Linked DNA regions of Mus musculus: region 2 is linked to region 1. A link is a contact called in public promoter capture Hi-C data. All regions are on one chromosome and are shown on one strand. The core of a region is the stretch at or near the end of the contact, and the rest is flanking DNA. Distances in the headings are between cores, read along the strand shown.

Region 1 (4,533 bases), core at 766-3,265:
TCATTTACATATATTAATTATATTACATATTTATTTTAAGCAAACCTAAAATAATGTTTCTGTAATGGCTGTGGCTTTTTCAATGACTTTTAGTTCTCTTTATCCCCCTTCCCTCCCTTTTCATCTGGATTGCCCTCCCTCCTGCTAGATAAAGCCTCTTCAGTTTTCTAATTGCCCAATTCGTTCTCTTCACCTTGCTTTATAGCTCATTTTACCCCTTCCCCATTCTCTCCTTTAACCTTCATGGTTTCTGTGTTAACTTCAGGTTCTACACTCACCTCTTAAGATTCAGATCTAGAATCCACAAATCAGAGAGAGAAAGCATTTAGGTTGTTTCCAATTTCCAACTGTTATGAACAGAGCAGTGATGAATGTGGCTGAGCAAGTATCTGTAAAACAGGACACTGTGCCCTTTGGATAGATGTCAAGGAATAGTATAGTTTTAGTTATACAATTTGGTAAGATTTCAGCACTACAATAATAATAATAATAAAAAACTACAGTAACGGCACCAAAACAGACTAGGAAATCAACAGAACAAAATAGAAGTCCAAACATGAATGCATGTAGTTTTACAGCATTCTGAATGCATTACCCTGAACTAGAATCAACTTGAAATGGATCAAATAGATCAATGTGAAACCTGTAAAGCTGGAACTGCTATAAGAATAGATGGGTGAAGCCCTACAACATATAGGTGTAGCAAGAGACTTTTGAGCGGGACTCCATTCAATTATGAATTAAGGCAAACAATTAACAAAGAAGACCTCATAAAACTAAAATACTTGTGTACAGAAAATGGAACAATAAGCTAATAGAGAGGAAGCCCATAGTGGGAGAGAATATTTGGCAGCTACTCATCTGATAAACTATCCAGAATATAGGAAGGAAAAAAAAAAAAAAAAAAAAAGGATTCCAGAAAGCCAAGGATCCAGTTTAAAATGGCTGGAGGGAGGGGGCAGCTCCAGATCTGAATAGAGAATTCTCAGAAAAACAAAACAAAACAAACAAAAAAACAAACAAACAAAAAACCCCAAAAAACAAAAACAAAAAAACGCAAAAAACAAAAACAAACCAAAAAAGAGATGAAAAATTGGCTAAGGATTATCGTTAAAACTTTAGCATCTATAGCAATTAGGGAAATGCCAATTAAAACAACTCTGAGGTTCATGTTACCCCAATTTAGAAAGATTAAGGTCAAGAAAACAACTGATAAGAAATTTTGGTGAGGATGTGGGAATGGGAATTCTTGTTCACTTTTGGTGAGATTCCAAACTCGAACAGCTTCTGTGGAAATGAGAGTGGAGAAGTCTCAAACAAACAAATGCCAATCCAAAACAAAAACAAAAACCCCTTGACTTGTGGTTTTTTTTTTTTTTTTTTTTTAATTCTCATCTCATTAAAATTCACCGTACAAAGCTCTTGACTGCAATCTGTTCCAGCTAGATTGTTCTTTGCAAGATATTCTAATGCCTTTTCACTAATACCTCTGCCCATGCACGTTCCCTCTGTCTTGAGTCTTTCTGACCTGCTTGGTTAAGCACCCATCATGACTCAGCTCAGGTATGCTCCCACAGTGTATAATGAAGCACACCTCGTTGTTACCTCACTCTGCTAGTTCTTCCAAAACAGGTAGCAAATTCTTCTTCTTCATCCCAGAATTCCACCGTCCTGCTTCTAGAACCTTGCTTGTAAGTGGTTAAGGCGGGCGTATGTGTGTGTGTGTGTGTTTGCGCGCGCGTGAACTGGAAACACGGCACACAAGGGATTTAATAACAGCATCGTTTAAAAATGTTTTTTTTTTCATATAACTTATTTTCCCCATTGATTTATTGAATATTCTATCACCTAGGCTAGAGGAACAGTGTTGCTAGGTAACAACACGCGTTCGCTGGCGCCTGCGTGGCCCGGATAAGGCGGAGCCACCGCTTCCTCTGCAGAGGGAGGGCGCACGCAGGCGCAGACGGAGAAACTGGTCTCTGTTTCCGCCCTATTGCTTTCAGTTAACTGTGAAAGCAGCGCGCGCAACAGGTCACTTCCGGGACGAGAAAGCCGCACTTACCTAGCGGCGACATGGATGCTGCCGGCGAAAGCGAAGAGCCGGTGAGATACTACTCTGGAGTTGGTTAAATACCTAAGTGGAGATGGGGTGGTGAGCGGCCCAAGGAGTCAAAGAATCGCTCATTCAGCTCCGCTTTTTTTTTTCTCCTCAGGTCTCTGGGGAAGCGTTGTCCATCGCCCATGCGCTCTCTCACCCTCCGGAGTCATATGGCAACGACGTGAGTATGACTCACCTCAACTTCCCGCCCACCCAGCTTTAAATTATAAGCTCCTTTACTGTTTGATATCTTCAGACTTTCCCACCTCAGCCGAAAATAGTACCTTCAAGTCAGTGTAATTGTAGTACTTTAGACCACGTGAAAGTGAGTCGCTAACTTTCTATGATTTAGAAACCACCTGGGAAGCCACAGCACCAGAGGCACAACCAGATTACAGCCCACAGCAGATCAAGTCATAATGTCTGGGGGAAGAAGAGCTAAAACATAGTAGTTTTTAGAGAACCTTTAAAATGAATGATTGCACTGCGCGGTAAAGTGGCACCGGTTTGTGGTGTGTGTCATTTGGACCTCTGTACAAATGTCGGGAGATAAGGGAAGAAAAAGACGACAGAGATAGCAGTCAGGATGTAATGTGTACTAGATGAGTGGTTCAAGCAATAGGATGGAAAGGGCTTAGCAGGAGAGATTTTTAAGGATGGAGGCAGTAGATTACATCTGGGAAATGTCACTGGAACTGGATCCTCAAAGTATAAGTGGACAGAAAATATAGATTCAAAGGTAGGAAAATGTCTTGGTCTAAGGTGGGAGGTGCATGTGTAGATGGATTTTTCTGGCATCATGAAGGGGACAGCAGGCAGGATGAAAAAGGAAAGTCCAGTGGGTACTTGTTCAGATATGCTTATATATAATTTAGCTACATCATTTGTTCTGGAGTTTTACAGAATGGAAAATTGGCTATCTGATAAAGACAAATGATGACTATAGCATTGCTACACTCAGGAAAGTGAAAAATAGTTTCACATGTATTTTTGTCCTCCCAACAACTCTGATGTATGTAAGTGGGTATATTAATGTAAGTTACGTTTAATTTTTTATATAATACAATATATATTACATATGTAATGATAAATTGTATTTTTATTTCATTTAGTATAATAGTTATCACTTGATGCTGGAGAAAAAGATGTCCAGTAGTTCATTGGGTTTTTTTTTGTTTGTTTTTGGTTTATTCAAGACAGGGTTTCTCCGTGTAGCCCTGGCTCTCCTGGAACTCACTCTGTAGATCAGGCTGGCCTCGAACTCAGAAATCTGCCTGCCTCTGCCTCCCAAGTGCTGGGATTAAAGGTGTGCGCCACCACTGCCCAGCAGTTCATTGTTTTTGTTATTCTGTATTGACAGTTTCTTTTGGTCACCGTTGGGACGAAAGATTTATATCGCCAAATCCACTTATTCAGTTTTTATCCCTGACAGCAACATTTTCTGTAGACTTCTTGAGATTTAGCAAGATGTCTTAATTTCTTATCCTTTGCAGGACTGAGATTTCTGAACTGATGTTCTTTCTCTTTTACAGCCTGATATTGAAATGGCTTGGGCCATTCGAGCAATGCAGCATGCTGAAGTCTATTATAAAGTGAGTTGTCATCATTAAGCTGAAATCAGTATGTAATTTTAGTGTATGATGCTATGCTAATCACGGTTCTCAGCAACGTAAATTGTTAAGTTTTCCGTGTTGTTTTAACTACCGAACCCAGGGAACAAGGGTAGAAATGAATTTGATGATGAGAAGTTCTGCTTGTCTGCCCCCTCTTGTTTGCTACCGGGAGGGAAGATGCCTGGCCCAAGAGTAACAGACACTTATATGTCTCCTGAATGAATGGTCACAGAACAAGAGCCAGGCAATACTAGGACTGAAGGGTTCATTCAATCGTCAAAGTAGTAAAAAGGAAAAACAAAAAGAGGGGCTGTTATTGTGACTCTTAAGACCATTTTAATGGTTTCATGCAAGACCTGGTCTGTTACTACTGTCTAAATTAATCTTCTGCCCTGAGAACCATAGGTTTTCTGACGGTGTGGCACTGGAGGGGTAGAAGTCTAAATTAATGACTAGCATCTTTATGTTTGTTCTATTGTCTGGCAGCTGATTTCATCAGTTGACCCACAGTTTCTGAAACTCACCAAAGTAGATGACCAAATCTACTCTGAGTTCCGTGAGATTTTTGAGACACTCAGGGTAGATGTATTGGACCCAGAAGAACTCAAATCAGAATCAGCTAAAGAAGTAAGTATCCTCTTAAGCATTATCTAACATCTGGCCCATAATTTTGATTATATGTTTGTGTATGAGCTTCACATTTTTTCAAGGGACTTAATTAAGGAACCTGGATTTTATATTAATTAAGTCAGCTATGAAATTAATTTCTGTCTCGTGTGCTTTTGGTGTTTATTGAAGACTCTTTTCCCTCATCTTATCTTG
Region 2 (4,785 bases), core at 378-2,877, 41 kb after region 1:
ACACCTCACATACAGCAATGAGAATAATAGTGTTCAAGCTGACTTGGGAAGAAATACATTGGTGTGCTGGTGCTGCTATACCTCCAGGGAGGAATCCTAAAGGCTGTTTTTAATTATACAAATGAGCTCTCTAGAAGAGTTTCCTTGTCAGTGGTTATGATAGAGCAGGTGGTCCTTCACTGAAACATAGCTATGTCATGATAAGAAGGAACAGAAATAAGCCAAATGTATGATAGTTAGTGTTTATTTTTTAAATAATGTGACCACCCCTGAGTGTTCCATATGTGACTGTTCTATTGTACATGGTATAATTTTGTGTGCAGCTATTAAATTAACAACTTTATTTAAATTGTGATCTCTTTTAATTCTAGTGCAGGCACATGGAAGAGCCCCTTCTTTGTGTGTGCTTGACAGTCATTAGGAAACATGAACTCTCATGCACACTAATGTGAACAAGAAGGAACACTCAACTCCCCAAATGTACACGTGTCTTCTGCTGCAGCAGAATATAGCATGGCATTTTTAACTGCATTCTGGGCTTGCTTCTCACCAGCTTGATTTTAATAGACTGTAGCAGAATCTTTGGGAAAGCTCCTCCACAAGTTTCACTTATGAAAATGAGCCTGTTCTCCTAACCATAGACATTAGCCAAGATTCAGAGGCTAATCATATGCACATATTTAGGTAATGCTGTAATAGGCCCATAGTCGATTTTGTGGACCCATGTGCTGAATGCAATGTGGATAACATAAAATATTGTTGGAATATGACACCATATGATTGATTCTGTTAAAACCAGTTGGTACTGCACAAAGCTACACAAGATTAACTTCACAGAAACATGCAGAATACTGGCAGCATAGGTAACCATGAGGCCCTATAAGGAAACCAAATGTTTCCTTCTATCCATTATCCTTCTAATTCTGGACAGCTTCCTGTGCTTTAGCTGGCTCATATTCCAGTAGCTCTTTAGTAACTAATAGAAACCTTCCCAGAGACTTGCCTCCATAAACCATGCTAATTGCAGTTTTCAAAACCTGACAGTGAGTTTTTCTAACAGACCCCATGGTGCTAACTAACTGTCCTAGGATAATTAATTTTGGGTGTGGTTGGAATAGCACTATTGAAGGACTCCACAAAAGAGATTACATTTTTCTACATTGGTAAGGGTTGGGACTGTGCAGTGAAAATTTCTAGCTAGCTACAGGTTTCCTAAGTAGAACTAAATCCCAGCCCTTTGGAGAAGGGGCAGTAATTTGAGAGGTATTAGAGGTTTCGATAGAGAAAATGACAGAGGAGACAAGGGAGGGGATGAAAGCTGCACCCTTCCATGCGCCACGCACATTTTCCCCAATGCATCCTTAGGATGCAATTTTGAAAATCTATCAAGTACCTGACACTTGGGTAGAAACCTTCTAGTAGGTACCCTGACTCTTGAGAAATAGCTAGTATTACCTCCATTTACCCATCTGCTCCAAGCTCCTTGTCTCCTATCAAAGCCTCCCTCCTGCCATTGCGCAGTTTTGGTGCAGAATCACCAGGTCCACTTTCGCAAACCCACGGGAGAGGCTGGGTTGGGCGGGGTCGCCTTGTCGCAGAGCCCAACTGCGCCTGCGCGGACTGCGGCAGAAGGCGGGGTGTGAGAGGCGAGCATTCTGAGACTAGCGTTCACAGTCGGCTAGAACCTTCGTTCTTGCCCACCACCTCTAATTTCTGCTCCTGCGACTTGCTCGGGCCTGGCAGCAGCAGCATTCCTGCTCTAGCGGCAGTTCCGTGCAGAGGCGCCTACATACCTCTCCCCCTCGTCTGTGAGATCGCGGGCCTGTCAGTGTCAGCTTCCACACGTCGGTCGACAGGACCATGTCGCTGGTAAGCCAGAATTCGCGCCGCCGCCGCGGTGGAAGGGCCAATGCGCGCAGAAACAACGGGAAGGGTCACCCTGCTGCTGTGCCAGGCCCAGACGTCCCTCGGGATCGCAACGATCCTAAGATCCTCCAGGGCCTCCGCGCCTCTGAGGGCCCTGGCACCTCCATGCTGCCCACCCCCCGGGAGGGCCCAAGCGCCTCTGTGCCGCCCACCGCCTCAGAGGGCTCAAGCGCCCCTAGGCAGTTCATCATTTCCCAGGGGCCGAACACCTCCGAGATGCCCACCTCCAGGAAGGGTCGGGGCGCCTCCCGGCCTCCTGCAGTTTCCGCAGGGCTGAACACCGCTATGTCAATCACCGCCTCGGAGGGCCCGAATAGCCCTGTGCCGCCCACTGCTCCTAAAGGCTCAAAGGCCTATGAGCATCTCCCTGTCTCAGAAGGGCTGGCCATCTCTGAGCAGCGTCACTCTGATGGGGGCCCTAACATGGAGCCCACCCTGGGTGAGGGCCCGGGAATCTCGGTGCCGCCCACCTTCTCTGAGGAATCGGGCATTTCTGATGAGGGCTTGAGCATCTTTATGTCGCCCAACATCTCGGAGGGACCGGGTATCAACGAGCCCTACTCCGTTAGTGAGGACCCAAGCACTTCGGTGCCGCCCACTGACTCTAATGGACTGGGCATCAACCTGCCGCCCACCTTCGGTGAGGGCCTGAGCATCTCTATGCTGTTCTCCGCTTTGGAGGAACCCGACATCTTTGCGCCGCCCCCCTCCGCTGAGGGACTGTTCGCCTCCATGTCGCCCCCCTCCGGTGAGATCCAGAGCTCCTGGGTGTCGCCCATCATAATGGAGGGATGTAACGTCAACGTGCCGCCCACCTCCAAAAAGGGACTGCGCACCTCGGTGCCATCAGCTGCTTGTGAGAGCCCGAGCACCTCAGCCGAGGGCCTGAGCTCGTCCCTGTCATCCATTTCTGCTGAGGGCTTCTGCAGCTCGCTGGCGCCATGCGCTGCGGAGGGATCCTGTGAGCTGCTTCCCTGCGGGGAGGGCCGGAGCACCTCGGAGCTGCACTGCCTGGGGGAGGGGTCGAGCACCTCGCAGATGTCCCTAGCTGCCGAGGGCCCTAGCGCTTCTGGGATGCCCACTGAAGCTAATAACCCCGAGGAAGCACTGAGCTGCTGTGCTTCTGAGCGCAGGAACAAGAGCACCTCCCGTGCTCTGCAAAAGGCCAAGGATCCATCTGTACGCCCAAAGCGTGAAGACCGCTTCCTGGATTTCCAGGTCCTGAGAGACAGTAAGAATTCCAACTCCATCACCATTATGGGCCTGGGCACCTCCCGCGTTGCTCTTACCTTGAAGCCTCAGGATCCCATGGAGCAAAACGTAGCAGAATTGTTGCAGTTTCTGCTGCTGAAGGATCAGACCAAGTACCCTATCAAGGAATCTGATATGAGGGAATTCATTGACAAAGACTATCGCCACCAGTTCCCGGAGATCCTCAGACGAGCAGCAGTCCACCTGGAGTGCATTTTTCGGTTTGAACTGAAGGAGCTCGACACTGAGGAGCACATCTACATCCTGCTCAACAAACTGGGACCAGTGCCCTTTGAAGGGTTAGAAGACGTCCCAAATGGGCCAAAGATGGGCCTCTTGATGATGATTCTGGGACACATATTACTAAATGGCAACCAAGCGAGAGAAGCTGATATCTGGGAGATGCTCTGGAGATTCGGAGTGCAGCGTGAAAGAAGGCTTTCTGTTTTTGGGAACGTGAAGAGACTTCTGTCTGTAGAGTTTGTGTGGCAGCGTTACTTGGACTATAGGCCACTAACTGACTGTGTGCCAGTCGAGTATGAGTTTTACTGGGGCCCACGATCCCGCGCAGAAACCACCAAGATGAAAATTCTGAAGTTCATGGCTAAGATCTATAACAAAGATCCTATGGACTGGCCAGCCCTGTACAACGAAGCTCTGGAAGAAGACGCTGACAGAGTTGTTGTTAATAACTTCAGAGTTGCTCGTCCATTTAGGAGGCCCCTTTTTGCAGAAGTTGCTCCAGAGCTAGATGCTTCTGGCTCAAAATATTCTCCCCATTCTTGGCCTGAGTCAAGATTAGAGAGCAAGGCAAGGAAATTGGTCCAGTTATTTCTGCTGATGGATTCAACTAAGCTGCCTATACCAAAGAAGGGAATCCTGTATTACATCGGTCGAGAGTGCACCAAAGTGTTCCCTGATCTCCTGAATCGTGCTGCTCGCACCCTAAACCACGTGTATGGCACAGAGCTAGTGGTCCTTGATCCCAGGAACCACTCCTACACCCTGTACAACCGAAGAGAAATGGAAGATACAGAAGAGATCATGGACAGTCCAAACAGGCCCGGCAACAATTTCTTAATGCAGGTTCTGAGCTTCATCTTTATCATGGGCAACCATGCGAGGGAGTCTGCAGTCTGGGCCTTTCTAAGGGGCTTGGGAGTTCAAAATGGCAGAAAGCACGTGATTACCTGTCGGTATTTGAGTCAGCGCTACCTAGACAGTTTGCGGGTTCCTGACAGTGATCCGGTGCAATATGATTTTGTATGGGGCCCTAGAGCCCGCCTGGAAACCTCCAAGATGAAAGCCCTGCGATATGTGGCCCGAATCCACAGAAAGGAGCCAGAAGACTGGCCGGAGCAGTACAGGGAGGCAATGGAAGATGAGGCCAACAGAGCTGAAGCTGGGCGTCGTCCGTTGATCGTTCGCAACTTGCGATAGATTGTGTCATCGAGGCCTTGTATGGCCAGGCCTAGAGCTCTGGTTCTCATGTATTAGGAGTGGGTGTGTGTGTGTGTTGGGGGGGGGGTACGTATTGTATTTGATACTTGTGTTCCAGTTCCACTTATGTATCTTTTCATATTTAGTTCTTGTTTGGTATCTTGAAAA

Evidence for each region. Promoter capture Hi-C pulls out the DNA fragments that hold promoters and counts their contacts.
Region 2: a contact with region 1 is called in a promoter capture Hi-C map of erythroid cells, with 24 times the contacts expected there. The contact joins the promoter of Magee1 here to the promoter of Pbdc1 in region 1. A contact is called at or near these places in 11 of 39 promoter capture datasets (the 3T3-L1 cell line, cranial neural crest, embryonic stem cells and 7 more), 5 of 484 Hi-C or Micro-C datasets (cerebral cortex, embryonic stem cells, forebrain and 2 more), 7 of 115 datasets of contacts at active chromatin or transcription factors (CD8 T cells, effector CD8 T cells, embryonic stem cells and 2 more) and 4 of 9 other capture datasets (adipose tissue, embryonic tail, liver and 1 more).

Annotation. Positions count from the first base shown.
Region 1 is chrX:105,077,741-105,082,273 of GRCm38.p6, forward strand. Pbdc1 (polysaccharide biosynthesis domain containing 1) reads left to right here and starts at 2,016. Exons shown (of 6, transcript NM_026312.5): 1 at 2,016-2,103; 2 at 2,214-2,279; 3 at 3,631-3,690; 4 at 4,198-4,338. The coding sequence starts at 2,074.
Region 2 is chrX:105,118,751-105,123,535 of GRCm38.p6, forward strand. Magee1 (melanoma antigen, family E, 1) reads left to right here and starts at 1,628. Exons shown (of 1, transcript NM_053201.4): 1 at 1,628-4,785. The coding sequence starts at 1,861. The coding sequence ends at 4,617.